2 separate regions of the Zea mays genome follow, and region 2 is linked to region 1. A link is a contact called in public Hi-C data. All regions are on one chromosome and are shown on one strand. Each heading gives the region's core, a stretch centred on a gene start, on an enhancer-like site or on the middle of the called end of the contact. The rest is flanking DNA. Distances are from core to core; before and after follow the strand shown. Region 1 holds the start of LOC103654735 (transcription factor GTE4). Region 2 holds the start of LOC103654746 (basic leucine zipper 19).

Region 1 (3,893 bases), core at 713-3,212:
ATTTTCAGCACTTGTACACATAACAAACTGATTGTTCTACTTTTTTCACAATCTTGTTCAACACTTTTCTTTGGTACTTTTCTTTCTTCTCTTTTTTTGATACTCTTTTTTTATAGAACTAAACACAGAGATCTGATATGATATTGCACACTTTATAATACTTAACAAAGAACTCAACCAGCAGTTATAACTTAAATAGGATCAAAGTTAACGTGAAGGAAATGATAAGAGTTTTCATATTTTTCTTTTTGTGGATATTTTCAGATATATATAAGAGGCTCAAAGGAAACACAAAGGATAGAGTGACCAGCAACTAAACAAAGATTCTAAGGGCTAAAACTTAACAAAACTCATTGAAACAACAGATTGAAACAAAGGGCTATGACAAAATATTTTATGGCTTTTGGTGGATAGGACGAACACAAAATATATGTAGCTAAGGGTAAAGAATCCTACCGTGGAAACTAAGGCTTTGATACCAGATGATGTGTCATGATGCCCGATCTTCACGATGTAGGATCAATCTTCAGATAACTAGCTTCAAAGAAGCCAAGATAACTTGCTGCAAGCAGCGATAACTAGTGCAACCTGACAAATAAAACTCGAAGCCAACCACCGTCTTTAACCGGCAGCCTGAATCGAGGATTCGTCCAACCACACTCTCAAAGAACCAACCAACATAGCCTACAATCAATCGAGGAGACCTCGAAGAGAGTAGGAGCACCAATTGGGAGCGGATGAAGCCGCCGCTTCTGCAATCCCGCGAAGGAATTCACAAGAGCAAAGGGGTAGAGATCACTCTCAATATTTGTTAGCACATAGCTGAACAAAGGGGTTATGTTTTAGATTATCATAAGCTGCCTTGCATCATAGACATAGGGGGGTATTTATACTAGTAACAACCAGCCTTAGCGAGGTATAAACACGAAACAAAAGTATTTTCACGTGCTAATGTGAAGGAGCCTCTTCGGGAGATCTGCAGAGCTGATTTCCGTGTGGCTGTTTGACTTCTGCGCAGCCTTCAGTATTTTGACAATAACTTCTTCTAGGAATCTTCAAATGACGTGGGACTGGTTGCATTGGAAAGCTAACTTGATAATCTTTCTCACCATATATAGCATGCTTAATGAAACTTCGTAGAATGATACAGTTTAATACGAAAACTTGGTCATCAAGCAGACTGTTGACCTTCTGACCAGTCAGCACTAAAGTAGGTCGGCTGCCTTTCTGGTAGATTTGATTAAGTCGGCTTTAGAAGCATTGGAAACTAGACTTCAAGAGTTTTCCAAAAAGTACTTATGGGCCTTCATAGCTTTTGGGAATCAAAAGATATGACTGTTTCTTCTGGACGGTTCTGTTGCGCTGGACTGACTCGGACATAGCTCTTCTTGTTGATTCGCCTTTGATATGTTTTGTCCTTCCTCTTTGGTGAACCTAAGTAATATCAACATACACGACTTAGGTAGCATAAAGTTCTCATTAGTGTTTAATTGAAATTCATAAAGTAGCGCGTGCACCTCTTGTTGTAGCTTCTTAGCTCGGCTACGTGTAATTGGTCCATCAAAGACTTGGGTTGGTGATGATATTGGTTGTACTTGAGTTGATATAGTATGACTTGGGGGTTGTAACGTATTGCTTAATGGCGTGGTCATATCAGCTCGTCTCTTGTATTTTTTTTCGCTTAGCCTCTTGAGACTTTACAAGAGACCCCATATTAAATGAGGCCCTATTTAATAGGGGTCTTTTGAGGGGTCTCTAAGGGGTTAACTGCAATAAAATGCAAGACACGAAGAGCCCGTCGTTACATAATTCTCCATACGCATTGTTTTTTAGCTGCATTTATGATTTAGGAAAAACTCAGAGTTGTAACATGCTGTTTCTATATTGTTTTTTGCAATTAGAAAACCTTTCCAATGTAGTACCATATCAGTACACGCCAATACGAAAATCCACCGTATCCGCGTACCCATCCCTAGGCGAGAGGGGATGGTGCCCTGGCACCAGCCACACGAGCGCCCTCACCTGCTCCTGCGACGCTCGTCGGCTCAGCAGCAGTCCTCCCCCACAAAAGCAGAGACGCGTCCGACGCCGCCACCAAAAGCACCTTCCCCAGCCACGCTCCGCCGCCATAGCCGCAGGAAAATATCAAATCGGAGCCGCGAAGCACAACAGAAATTTTTTTCCCTAGGGCTTGCACGCAAAACCCTCCTGAATTCCCCAATTCCGTGCCGTCCCTCGCTTCTTGTGGGCCACGAATCTAGGGTTTATGCATGGCTTCTGACCCTCCCGGAGATGGCACCAGTGGTGAGGAGACGGCGCCGGGCCCTGCCCCCGCCGTGGAGGCGCCGCCTGCTCCCGCCGTTCCGGCCAGGTCGCGCTGGGCCGCTGAGATCAAGGTCTACACCCGTAAGCACCCCCGCAAAAACCCTAAACCTCCTCCAGAATCAGCGGCTGACCCCGTTTCTGTTCCTTCCCCGGCTCCGAATCCCCTTTCTGAAACCTTATCCTCGATTCGCCGCTCCATCCACCGCACGGAGGCGGTGGACGCTGCGGCGCTGTCCGATCCGGCAGCGCCGGCCTCGGTTCCCACCCGGGCGCCGTCTGGGGAACGTGGCGCCGCCTCTGGGGATCCCTCGTCTGGGCTGAACCGGGTCGGCGGCGGTATTCCTAACGGCCACGGCGACGACCGGGCGGCCGCCGCTGCTGTGAAAGCTGAGAAAGCACGGAAACGCAGGTTAAGGAGTGAGCTGCGGCGCTGTCTGGCAGGAGAGCTCGACCAGGTCCGCGTGCTCTCCAGGCGACTGAAGGAGGCTGCCGAGGCCCTGGCGCAACAGGAGGCTTCTGAGCCCGTGCCTTTGCCTTTGATGGTGCTGCCAACACAGCAGCAGGTGGTGGATGCTGGGTATGTTCAGCACCAGTTCTTGGCTGGTGATATGGCGGTGCCCATGCCTACTCAGATTGCAGCTGCCGTTACTCCTGCCCGCTCGCTGCTGCATCGCAGACCACTAACCGTGTCAGTTGTTCATAATGAAGCCTTTGAGAAGGAGAAACGGACGCCGAAGGCCAATCAATTGTACCAAAATTCAGAGTTCTTGCTTGCCAAGGATAGGATTCCTCCCTCAGATTCACATGTGCGCAAGAAACCCAAGCACCACAAGAAGAAACATAGGTCCCTAGAATCTCGTGGCGCAGACTTTGATGCCGAGCGGCGCCTGTACTCTCATGCGTTCAAGAAGTCCTCATCACTTCTGAGCCGCTTAATGAAGCACAAGTTTGGGTGGGTGTTCAACAAGCCTGTTGATCCAGTCACACTTGGTTTGCATGATTATTTTACTATTATCAAGCACCCAATGGATCTTGGCACAATAAGGGGGCGGCTGAGCCGTGGGCAGTACAGGAACCCTAAGGAGTTTGCTGAGGATGTCCGTCTTACTTTCCATAATGCGATGACATATAATCCCAAGGGTCAGGATGTGCATTTCATGGCGGAGCAGTTGTTAGGAATCTTTGAGGCACAGTGGCCTGAGATTGAGGCTGAGGTTAACTACCTCGCATCATGTCCTCCATTGCCGAAGAAGTTTCCCCCGCCACCAATTGACCTGCGCTTCCTAGAGAGGTCAGATTCAATGAGACACCATGTGGCATTGGACACCAATTCAAGACCGATCAGTCATACTCCCACTTATACCCGAACTCCGTCAATGAAGAAACCAAGAGCAAAGGATCCAAATAAGAGGGACATGACAATAGATGAGAAGCGTAAGCTTAGTGAGAACCTCCAGAATTTGCCGCCGGTGAAGCTTGATGCTGTTGTGCAAGTCATTAAGAACAAGAACTTATCAGTTAAGCAACATGATGATGAGATAGAGGTTGAAATTGATAGCATGGATGCT
Region 2 (3,893 bases), core at 1,010-3,509, 610 kb before region 1:
GAAGAGAAAGCTCACTCGGTCTAAGTGACCATTTGAGAGAGGGAAAGGGTTGAAAGAGACCCGGTCTTTGTGACCACCTCAACGGGGAGTAGGTTTGCAAGAACCGAACCTCGGTAAAACAAATCATCATGTCTCGCTCTTTATTTGCTCACGATTTGTTTTTCACCCTCTCTCTCGGACTCGTTCATATTTCTAACGCTAACCCGGCTTGTAGTTGTGCTTAAGTTTATAAATTTCAGATTCGCCTTATTCACCCCCTCTAGACGACTTTCACCTCCTCTCTTCTTCTAGCTCGGCATGTAATATTTCAACCCAATCTTATAATAACTCAAAAATAAGTATATAACTCAAGGAATGACAAGTTACAAAAGCATTAATCTGGATCTAAAATCTAAATGGATTTTTCCGAGTGCTATGACCTTCACACTCGGCAAAGTAACTCTTTGCCGAGTGTTACTGGCAAAGTGACTAGAATACTCTTTTTATTTGTTTTTACTATTCCATCTAAACAAACAAAACATATATCACATAATCATCACAGATATCACATAATCATCATATACATAATAGAGACCACATATTTCAAAAAACCAAAACCTCACAACTTTTTCACAAACATATCTATATTCATACCAAGTTTCACCAATATAAGTTTACCAACTCTCAAACATAAGTTTTTCACAAACATAAGTTCATGACAAGTTTCTCACAATCACCTCTAAGAGAAGATGATCAGCGAGGTGGGTGACTGGACTGGTGCGACGATGGGCGGGACGATCCATGATGGTTGTTGGATTCCGCCCCAGATTGTCCTTGCACAGAGAAGAAATTGCATGTGTTATACGAGATGAATATATATCATGCAGGACTAGAATTTTTATACTCACATGAGTATAGAACTGCGCAGGGTCAACTGGAGGGAATAACGGAGGCAGTGGAGCAAAACCATATGCGGCACCAAGGCTCTCTATGTAACGAAACATCTCCGCCATCCTCTGCTGATCTGCCAAGTGGGCCTTCCGCTCCGCTATCATCCTCGACTCCATCTCCTGCTGTTCCCTCCTCTCTTCTTCTAGCTGGGCATGTAATATTTCAACCCAATTTTATAATAACTCAAAGAAAAGGTATATAACTCAAGGAATGACGAGTTACAAAAGCACTAACCTAGAGTTGCTGTATGCGACTATACGATGATTCGAGCTGTCCTTCCGAGGTCATATGGTTAGGCTCGAGCTCGTGCTCCTTCTCGCACCTAAGACAGAGTGAGAGTGGACGACGAGTCGATTGTCCCGTCGGCAATCCAGTACCACCCATGACTTATTTTACACGAAAAATTGTTAGACCATAGCCTTATTTCTTTATATATATATTCAAAAATTTTAAATACTGATTAGAGCCACTAATCAATACTAAATAGTTCTTTTAACGGATAGTGCGATTGACACTAACAAAAATAGTGTCTTCAATTATTTATTGTGCATTGTCCAGGTACTAAAGGCAATTTTACCATTATTATTAAAGGATTCTTTCTATATTAGTAGTAGTAGTATATCCATGCTAGAATCTGGATCTGAAATCTAAATGGATGCCGAATTTGCACTACTGCAAGTAGCATGGCAGACGACGAGCAAGTGACCACAACCTATCTGTCTCTGGTAGTCTGGTCCCGGCGTCCAACACGTGGTGTCGAGATGCTCTGCATCTGCCAAGCCCCCTGCCCCCATTCCCAGCTGACGAGCTGCTCAACAAGTCTACCACTGTAATGTCTGAAACCCAGAACCAGAAGCCAGGGCCAGCTGCAGCTCCATAACTAACTAGTGGGCGAAAAAATTTACAAGTACTACTGCTAGTACTGGTTCATGTCTATCCATCTATCTATCAACCTATTTTTCATTTCTACTCATCATGTGGGTGTATCCGTGTATAATGCACTCCACAGGCCACAGCCTCTCGATCGCTTAGCTGTCTCTAGCTGTCTGCTGCCTCGCCGCCCCCTCCTCCTCTCATCATGTGATCTCCCTCGTCTCCATCCACCCTTGCTCCTCTCCTACTTGCCACCCTTTTTCTCCAGTAATAAATCAAAACAAACAAATGGACCCTCCCTAGGTACCTAGCTAGCTACCTAACTAACTAACTTTGCACAGATACCTAATTACTGTACCTTTGGATAACTAATCATAAGGCTAGGGAGCTAGCTACATGCATCGTCACCAAATCCACAGCAATGCAACAAAGCACCAACAGCTCACATGGTAGTAGTCAATCTCAGCGTTAGTACAAATCTTAGCTCAAGAGTCATGAAACAATGCCAGTACAAAGGTTAGCTAGGAGCAGTTCGTTTTGCCTACTAGGAAACAAATATGAAATTATTGCCCTAGACATGGTAGTAGAGTACTCCTACTAAGAGCAGTCTCAACCCAAGAGTTTTTATAGGCTCCACATCATCTAGAAACTACTGTTAGACACTAACTCTCCAATGCAAATCAATATTATTTAACTGACTTTAATACTCATCTTCGTGTTGAAACCAAGTCTTATGCAAGATCCAGTTTCTTAATCTTTCTTCATTTAATTGCTTGCTATATCATTGCTTGCCATATCATCTTTTAATATCTATGCAACAGCTGAATTAATGCTATAAAAACTGGATGACGTGTAGGGTTGGGACTGTGCTCTAAACCACCTAACCTACCAGATCTCTTGGATCTTGATATGCATAGCCCTAAACACATGCGTGATGCTGCAAGACAAACAGCCTCTAAAGGCTGTCACCAAAGCATGCAGATGCAGATGCAGTCTCTATCACGAACTAATGCATTGCAAGTGCACTGTGATTTGCCCCACCACCGCCAGGCCCCCCATGCATGTGCACCTATGCATCTCCACCTACACTGCGTTCTTGCAACCAATAACCATATACATACACACACACTAATAACTATATACATACATCTCCAACACAGCTAGCAAAGGCAGCAGTCGAGCACTCCACCATCCAGCTTCGCATCCCGCAAGTTCCCAGTCAGCCGAGCAGCCAGCGGCGGTGCCAAGAAGGCCGAGCTGCGAGCTCCACTCCCCACACCTCAGAAGAAAAAGGTGATGGCGCAACTGCCGCCGCGGGCGCCGAGCGCCGCGCCGCAGGACCACTGGCCGCCGGCGGCGGGGGAGTTCCTGGGCTTCGCCGCGGCCAGGCGCGGCGCGCACCGCCGCTCCGCGAGCGACTCGGCCGCGTTCCTCGAGGCCGTGCCCATTGACGACGACGTCGTCATTGGCGGCGGCGGCGGCGGCGGCGACGACTTCGACCGCCTCGACCACGACCAGCTCCTGTCCATGTTCTCCGACGTCGACGTCTCCGTCTCCGTCTCCGTCTCCGGCAGCGCCGGGGAGAGGGCGCAGCTCATGGACGCGGGGGGTGCGGGTGCGGACGACGGGGTGGCGGACTCGTCGCCGGCTGCCGCGGACGGCGTCGCTGAGCCCAAAAGGGTCAAGAGGTTAGTTGCGACTTGCAGCTTGCCTAGTGGGGTGGTGAGTGGTGGCTCCGCTAGTACATTTTAAGTAACCATCTTTTTCGACTACCGATCCGATCTACCATGGTGAAACAGTAGTTTTTTTTTTATTTATTCAATCAAGGTTCCTACTTTTGGAGGACTGCGGTCTCAGGACTACGATAGTGCCTTTAATTTGCCATTTTTTCTGTTCGTCTCTTAGATTAACATTTCAAATTAGAATAGCCGCAGACCGCTGCATTACAATTTACTTATGGAGCCCCCAGTAATAGTTAAGTCAGCTTTCAAGCTTCCTAGAGAAAGAAAGAGAGAGATAAAGGAAAGTGTGAGGTTAGCTTTCACCATATATTGAACTTTCAAATTTTTTTGCTCTTAAAATTTGCATTT

The links. A called contact is a pair of places that touch in the nucleus more often than the background predicts.
Region 2: a contact with region 1 is called in a Hi-C map of ear, with 3 times the contacts expected there. The contact joins the promoter of LOC103654746 here to the promoter of LOC103654735 in region 1. A contact is called at or near these places in 2 of 25 Hi-C or Micro-C datasets (ear and leaf).

What each region holds. Positions count from the first base shown.
Region 1 is chr4:234,429,601-234,433,493 of Zm-B73-REFERENCE-NAM-5.0, reverse strand. LOC103654735 (transcription factor GTE4) reads left to right here and starts at 1,962. Exons shown (of 5, transcript XM_008681562.4): 1 at 1,962-3,893. The coding sequence starts at 2,271.
Region 2 is chr4:235,037,051-235,040,943 of Zm-B73-REFERENCE-NAM-5.0, reverse strand. LOC103654746 (basic leucine zipper 19) reads left to right here and starts at 2,259. Exons shown (of 4, transcript XM_008681571.4): 1 at 2,259-3,491. The coding sequence starts at 3,100.